Linked DNA regions of Oryctolagus cuniculus: region 1 is linked to region 2. The links are chromatin contacts, called in public Micro-C maps. All regions are on one chromosome and are shown on one strand. Each heading gives the region's core, a stretch centred on a gene start, on an enhancer-like site or on the middle of the called end of the contact. The rest is flanking DNA. Distances are from core to core; before and after follow the strand shown.

Region 1 (3,988 bases), core at 656-3,155, 170 kb before region 2:
TGGCCCGTCACCTGGAACACCACCCTCCCAGTCTCGTCCTGGGGCGTCGCCTCCCCTCTGGCATTCTCCCTTCTCTTCAACCTGTCCTCCTCCTTCCCCACCTCTGCGCACAGCCCAAGCCCACGGTTAACCCTCTCAGCCCTCACACTCCTGCTCCTGACTCTGATCTAACCCCAGGGTTTACAGGACCTGAGCCCTCTACGATTTGAGGGGTAAGGGATACTCTTTAAGGAAAAACAATTAGGAATGTAAAATTTCTGGGCCCTTTGCCAGGGTTTGGAAGGGATTTGTGCGAGGGAAAAGTAGAGAACTTCCTCCTAACCCCACACCTGCTAGCCACAGTCTAGTCCCACAGAGCTCCCCCTGCACACTTCATTTCCATCCAAAGGCTGCCAACATCAGTGATGAAATTCTGCAGGACTCCAGGGCCAGCGCTGTGGTGTACTTGGTAAAGCCGCCATCTGCAAGGCCAGTGATTCATATGGTTCAAGTCCCAGTTGCTCCACTTCCAATCAAGCTCCCTGCTAATGTTTCTGGGAAAGCGGCTAAAGAGCCGCTGCCTGTAGTGCTGGCATCCCATATGGGCGCCAGTTCTAGTCCCAGCTGCTCCACTTCCAATCCCCCTCTCTGCTATGGCCTGGGAAAGCAGTAGAAGATGGCCCATATCTTTGGGCTCCTGCACCCCGTGGGAGACCTGGCAGAAACTCCTGGCTCCTGGCTTCAGATCAGCACAGCTCTGGCCATTGCAGCCATCTGGGGAGTGAACCAGTGGATGGAAGACCGACCGATCTCTCTCTCTCTCTCTCTCTCTCTCTCTCTCTGTGTAACTCTGACTTTCAAAAAAAAAATACCTGGGGCAAGTGTTGCGGCATAATAGATTAAGCCACACGTGCAGCATTTCAGCCCTGGCTGTTCCACTTATGATCCAGCTCCCTGCTAACCACACCTGGGGAAGCACCAGAAGATGGCCCAAGTTTTGGGGCCTCTGCACCTACAGGGGAGACTTGGAAGAAGCTCAAGGCGCCTGGCTTTAGCCTATTCCAGACCCAGCCGTTTTTGGCTGTCTGAGGAGTGAACCAGAGGATGGAAGACCTCTCTCTCTCTCTCTCTCTCTCTCTCTCTATATATATATATATGTATATATCTCCCTGTCTCTTGCTGTGACTCTGTCTTTCAAAATAAACAATATAAATGTTTAAAAAGAAAAAGACACCTGCACCCTCACTGCAGCACAAGTCATTAACAGATGAATGGGTAAAGAAAATGGGGGTTAAGCACAATGTGGAATATTATCCCGCCAGAAGACAGATGGAACTGGGGGTCGTTATATTAAGTAAAATAAGCCAGCCACAGAAAGACAAACACCGCATGTCCTCTACATGGAAGCTTAAAGAAAAAAAAAAAAAAAGATTGCATATCTTCAACCCAAATTTTAAACAGTGAGTCACAGAGGCGGGGTGGGGGTGGGAGGAGTTGGACAGCCGGCACCAAAACAGCAGGATGCACCTAAGAGTGGGCAACCGCAGCATAATATCCTGTGTGACCGGAGAGGGGCTGGACGGCTCCAAACACAAAGACAGGGAAAGGGACACTGCCCGGTGCCTGGGCTCATGCCGCGTCTGTGTGTTGACAAGCTGCACGGCACCCGTTAAAAACGTGCAATACATTTAAAATAATCTAATAACAATAACGAATAATCACAGTTTAAAATAATTTTTAAAAAGCAACGGCACAAAATTAGTTTTTGCAGTATTTTACACTTAAGAAAGAGATTAGTGTTACCCAATGCGTAAGAACAGAATCCCACTTTGCCCATGCAGTCCAAGGAAAATTAATTATCTTAAGGATTCTGGACACTTACCTGGCTCGGAGTCCCGGGGGTGCCGGAGGCGGACGAAGGGAACCACATTAACAAGTAGAGGGCTTTCGACAAGAGCAGCAGCAGCGGCAGCGATGGCGGCGGCGCGGGCAGCGCCCGGGAGGAAGGCGCCCTTGCCCGCGCCCGGCGGGGCCCGCGGCCTCGCGTTCACAGCGGCGAGCCGGGCCCGCGCCTCAGCCCGGCCGCCCGCGTCCCCGCCTCCGTCGGACACGAGGCGGGCGCCCGAGCCGGGGCCGCCGCGCGCTCCCCCGAGAGCCCCGCGCCCGCGCGCCCGCTCGCGGCCTCCTGCGCCGGCGCGCGGCCGGGGACGAGCGCGGGGCGGGGCCCCGCGGAGAAAGCCGGCTCGCGGGCACGGGCGCCGTGAGCCCAGGCGGTGCCGGCGCAGGCGCGCTGGGGAGTGTTCTCGGCGCTTCGCTGGCGGGGGGAACCGGCGGTGTGGAGGAACCTGTGGGGCTGCGGCCCAGAGCCACGAGGAGGAGTAGGGCCGGCCAAGGGGCGCCAGGGGCCGGGGGCCGCCTCACGCCTGACAGAAAATGGCGACGCACAGTGCCAGTTTTCTGCGCGCTCTGATGTTGCGTGTGATCTGGAATGATCTGTACCCAGAAGGTCCCGTTTCCAGGAACTTAACCCTGTGGAAATAATGTCACCGTGACGTGGGCAGGCATACAGGATAAAATTGATCTGGTTTGTGAGCTGGAAGACCACGCCTTCTCCACGCCCCTGTGTGACCACACGCCCCTACCTGGCTACACCTGTGTGCCCCACCGGGCAATCAGGTTAATTAACTATTCCCCTTTGGAAGTGGATTAAAAGCCTGGGCCCACTCTTTGGCCTTTTGCCATTGTGGACCCATGCTGCCCTGTGTCTCCTGGGCACTTGGCCTTTGAGCCACCTGCCCCATGCTTCCTGGTCTGCATGCTCCTCCAGGCTGGCTCCTGGTACTCAGTATGAATCCAGATTTCTCTTTTAGATAGGGTCCTCACTCTCCTATGCATTGCTCCCACTGGATAAAAGCTTAAAAACCAACATGCTGCCTCGTTCGCTTATGCCAGTATTCAGAATTCTTTGAATATTAGGCAAGAACCCACACAGGCGTATTAATGCTGGGAATTTATTAATAAGCACGCAGTGATATTGCATGACACCCCCTATTCCGATATCAGCTGGAGAAAAGAGCCATGGAAGCTGTGGGGTTCTTCATGCAAGGAAGAACTCAGGCGTGAGACAGAGTGAAGTGATACGGTTTTATTGGGGATAGGGCATCCGTCAGAATGGAAGGGATAGAGCAAGCGCCCAGTCACTCGGACTGGGGTACAGCGAGGTTACACGGTTGGATGGAGAACACACCTGGACAGGCCACTGGGCAGCTCAGCAGAGAGCAGAGGGCTGAGCACGCCGTCCTTGTTCAGAGTCCCAGCATGTATGTTATTATTTATTTATTTTTTTAAAGATTTATTTATTTGAAAGTGTTACACCAAGAGGTTTTCCATCCGCTGGTTCACTCCCCAATTGGCCGCAACGGCCAGAGCTGCCCCAATCCAAAGCCAGGAGCCAGGAGCTTCTTCCAGGTCTCCCATGCGGGCGCAGGGGCCCAAGGACTTGGGCCATCTTCCACTGCTTTTTTCCGGCCATAGCAGAGAGCTGGATAAGAAGTGGAGCAGCCAGGACTTGAACCAACGCCCATTTGGGATGCTGGCACTGCAGGCAGTGGCTTTACTCACTACACCACAGCACTGGCCCTAGACTCCCGGTTTTTAAGGGAGTCTCTTTATCCTTTCCCCTCTCCTCCAGGACAAACGATAGGGAGCCTTGGCTGAAGAGTTTGCTGGGTGAAAATACAAAAAATTCCTTTCCAAATTTACCACTGAGATGGTCAGACAGGGGAAGCCCTTGCTGGCCAAGGGGCTTCTCTCTAGGGTGCCCACCTTAGAGGAAAGATGTTTAGCAAGCCTGGTAGAAGGACGGAAACCACTTGGAAAGTTACCAGGGTCTGAGCAGGACTGCCCTAGATATCAGTTTCCCTGGGCCTTTCTCCTGGTGTAATGAGAAGGCCATGCCAAGATGGCCGCTGGCAAGCAAGCGTCAGTTACTCAGGAATGGCTTCAGAAC
Region 2 (3,989 bases), core at 1,168-3,667:
GCAGAGAGCTGGATCGGAAGTGGAGCAGCAGGACCAAAACAAGCGTCCATGTGGGATGCCGGCACTTCAGGCCAGGGCGTTAACCCGCTGTGCCACAGCACCAGCCCCACAACTGGTTTTGGAATTGTATTCAGCATTTATCTGTTCTCCAGACAGGAGGTACTAACAGACTAGATGGACATGTTCTGTTACCTTAGCCATTATTCATAAAAACCCTTTATTCAGCTTTCTATCCTGACAGGTAAAAGAGAACAAGTCCAGCACTTTAACTCAACTTTATTTTGAAACATTTCAATGTTCAGTTTAAGTGTTTTCAAATCTTGCTTTTTGTGTGGCCCCTGACCTCCACTTTTGTCACTGCTCATCTCTATTCTGCAGAAATTTTCCTCCTTGAGGGTTCCAGTGGATTTCAGTATGGCACTCCCGGACCTCTCTGCAGTAGGTAGTATATATTGCCACCCCATGTCTTGACATTCTCTCAGATTCTAAATCGGTGCTTCCATGCTGTCTGGTTCTGTTGATAGCCCCTCAAAGTTTCCTCTATGATTCCGCCTCTGTATCATCAACATTTCTCACTCAAACCAACTGCACTATCATCTTTTTGCAAATAAGCTTTAAACATGTCTTTATTTCCATGACTTTTCTTGCAAGACTTTAAATGGTGCAGCACCACTTCAGATTCAATTCGCTTCCTCATCTTTTCTTTCCTGCTCCTTTTTCTAGCACTATTTGTACAGGATTTAAACCGTAAATCTAAAGATTCCCAGGCTTCTGTATACATGGTTCCCTCCACCATACCAAAGAATGGAGTAATGCTTTCCTCTCTCTCTGCTCTCCTCACTCTAGTCAAACCCTGGTACATTATGCAACATCAGTTTTCCTCTTCTAAAATAGAGCAGTGAAGAAGCCGGAACGGAAGAGTTGCAAGTTCTACTTTAGCTATGTATTACTGGGGGCTCTCTGAAGTCCCAAGAATGGTCTAACACAAAACGCGGTGAATGCATAGATCTCTTCGGTTGTACATACTCTACGTTTCCGAAGACATAATGTGATGCCTCGACAGGGCCACGTTAAAAACCCTAGACTCTGCTTTAATCAGGTTTGTAGCAAGCTACCTAAGAGAATGCTTCTCACACCTGCACAGGAAGAGGGAGCTGAACTTGTAACCCCAGACTAAACAGAACTTCCCTCACGTTAGTGGTCTGTCTTTAAAACGAACACAAACGCGGCAGTCACCTCCATAAATACGTCTGTGTGCTATTCTAGAAAGGTCACCCGGCATGTGTAGCGATGAGTAAAACCCGCGCTCCCGAAGGGGGCACCGGGCTCGCCCCAGCCAGAGGGTGAGAAAGGCCAGAGCAGGAGTTTACTCCTAAACAGGCTGCTCCAGGCGCCGGAACCGCGCGCGCACACAGACTCTGCAAACGCCAGAACTCCGCGGCCGGCCGGCCCTTCGCGGTCGGAATCCCGCAGCGCCGGGACTCCCCAGACGCCTCCGGGTTCCACCGCCTGCCACGCACCTTGCAGATCCCCTTCCAGCCTCACGTTCGGGATCTCTCCCGAATGCCGCCCCACCGCCCGCTTGCCTAACGGCCCGGGCGCATCTGGCGTCCGACCCACGCCGTCGCCGGGCGCCTTTTATTATCTGTTTTTTCCTATTTTTCCCACCCGACCTCAAAGGAACTTCTCTCTTCCGCCGCGGCGGGCACGTCCTTCGGGAGCGTTACAACAAAGGCGGCGAGCGGCGGAACCCTGGGCCCGAGCGCTCCCCACCCGGGCCGAGCCGGGGCCCCCGCCTCGGGGGTCCCCGCGCCGAGCGAGCAGCGCCAGCGCCCGCGCAGCGGCAGACAACGACGGTGCCAGTGACGGCGCGCCCGCACCCCGTCATTAGCCTCCCCGGACGACACCCCACACCCCGGGCCCGGCAAGTTTCTCCCGGACGCCGCTCGCACCCGCATCCCCGGCCCTGACCGCCTCAGGCCCCGGATGTGACGGCACCGGCGCCCGCGGCGCTCGCCCCCCGGGACGGGCGGGGGGGGTCCCGGAAAAGCGGCCCCGGAGCGGGAGCCGGAGAGTCTCCCAGCGCCGCGGCGGCACCACGTACCCAAGTCAGAAGGCTCTCGCACAGCTCCACCCGCTCCACCGACTCCACGCTGAACATCTTCCCCCGCTGGGGCTCGGCAACGCCTTCTCCACCAGGCCAGAAACCGCCGCGACGCGGTGCGGGTGCCGTCCGCAGGGTCCCGGCAGCCGCCCTGGCCTCTGGCCCACCTCCTGCTGGGGCCCGACCGCCTGCTCTCGCCCGGGCGCTGGCAGCGGCTCCGCACCGTCACCCCCGCGCCCCTCCTGCTCCTCTCATCTGGGCGCGCGCGCTCGCCGCGCGCCACCCCCGAGCCACGCCCGCCGCCCCGCGTCCCCGCCCCCCCGCTGCCCACAGCCCTCCTCCAGCGAACGACGGGCGAGCCGCAGCGCGCAGGCGCGCTCCTGCGGGCCCGCCCCCGGCCCTGCCTCCGCGTGCGCGCGCGCGGCCGGTCACAGACCGCTGCGTGTCATGGCGCGCGCGCGGCGGCGGCGGCGGCGGCGCGCCGTCACGGAAGCTCGCAGTGCGCGTGCGCCGGTGCCCACACTCCACAGTAAAAAGGGGACAAGCTAGTGGTAGCCCGGGAGGGCTGGCGGGGCAGTCCCCAGAAATAATCTGTGTCCTCTGTCACCGGGAATTGGCGAGGTAGCTCCTCCGCGGTGGAGAGGTACGCGCCCCCTCCCCCCGGCCTCGGCCTCGGGCGTCCGGCGCGTGGCCGGCCACGCCCCCGGATCTGGACCGCGAGAGGGCGGGCGGCGCAGTCCGGGGTCGCCTCCCGGCCGCCCAGGCGTCTCGGGCCGGGGGAGTCTCTGATCGGACCCAAGCCTCCGCTTTCCTTGAGGATCCCCGGGGCCCGGCCCCAGCAGCGCCCCGTTCCCGTCCGGAGTCGCCGGGAGACTGTGGAGGCGGGCACGGTGGGCGTCTCGGAGGTCCTAGGTGGGCTGGGCCGGCGGTGAGGAGAGTTCCCCCCGTTTCCTTCTGGGGTCGCTCGGAGCCCCGACTCCCTCAAAGCTTGGCCTCAAGTGCGGGAGGCCGGGCGCCAGCTCTCCGAGCCGCGCGGACCCCGCCGGTTCCCGGGGCCTGTGCATCGTTCCCGACCTTTTAAGCGATGTAGCCTTTGCAGAAAAGTGCATTCGACATACGCGTTTAGAGAGTAGATGAAACACCCCGATAAAAGCCAAAAGCACTGCTGGAACCCTAGGAGTTCCCTGCCCCTCCCCCCCCCCCGTAGCTGTGTATGCGTTTCCGAGCCTGATTCCCTCCCTAGTCTGACTTGCGTGATAATCACAGTAGGTTTGCCACGTATGTGTGCATGCAATATAGTTGTCCTCTGCCTATACTGGGACGTTTATGAGTGGAAGCCTCTTGTGGGTTTTTGGTGGCATTCAACGAGTATTAAATACAGGTAATTTTCATTGCTGCCTGGTATTCCGTTGTGGTGTATCCTACTGTTGGTTGATCCGTTTTGTTCCAGTTTGGGGCTACTCAGTGCTATAAACCTTGCTCCTAGTGCTAACGTGCTGGAGTTTCTAAGACTAGGACATTCCTTGGAGTCTAAGGAGAGTTGTCAATTCATAGAGCCTGCAGACAATGCCAGAATTTATTTGGAGTGTGGCAGTTTCCCAGACACATCTTCCTTTGGTTTGGTTTCTGGAGCCCCGCCATCCTTTTCCCATGAGTATTTGGACTACTAGGGCAGCATTGAGTTACTGAGATTTCTGATCATCAGCCCATGCAAGGTGATTTGTCATTTTGTTAAAAAGTCTTTTCAGTGATCTTTCAAACATTCCTTACACAGGGGCCAAGGAACCTGTAGAAATTGTATTGGGAGAGTACTTCAAAAAGTTCATGGAAAAATGGAATTAAAAATCTAAGTGTATTTTGGTATACAAAGTTTTTTTGAAATCCA

The links. Hi-C and Micro-C count contacts between places; a contact is called where the count stands out from the background.
Region 1: a Micro-C map of ear pinna shows a contact between it and region 2, with 5 times the contacts expected there. The contact joins the promoter of POMK here to the promoter of HOOK3 in region 2. A contact is called at or near these places in 2 of 6 Hi-C or Micro-C datasets (ear pinna and an unstated tissue).

The regions. Positions count from the first base shown.
Region 1 is chr2:93,141,595-93,145,582 of mOryCun1.1, reverse strand. It overlaps POMK (protein O-mannose kinase), which reads right to left and starts at 1,905. Exons shown (of 5, transcript XM_070068634.1): 1 at 1,862-1,905.
Region 2 is chr2:92,970,994-92,974,982 of mOryCun1.1, reverse strand. HOOK3 (hook microtubule tethering protein 3) reads right to left here and starts at 2,417. Exons shown (of 20, transcript XM_051832317.2): 1 at 2,105-2,417. The coding sequence starts at 2,161. RNF170 (ring finger protein 170) reads left to right here and starts at 2,542. Exons shown (of 7, transcript XM_008273910.4): 1 at 2,542-2,747.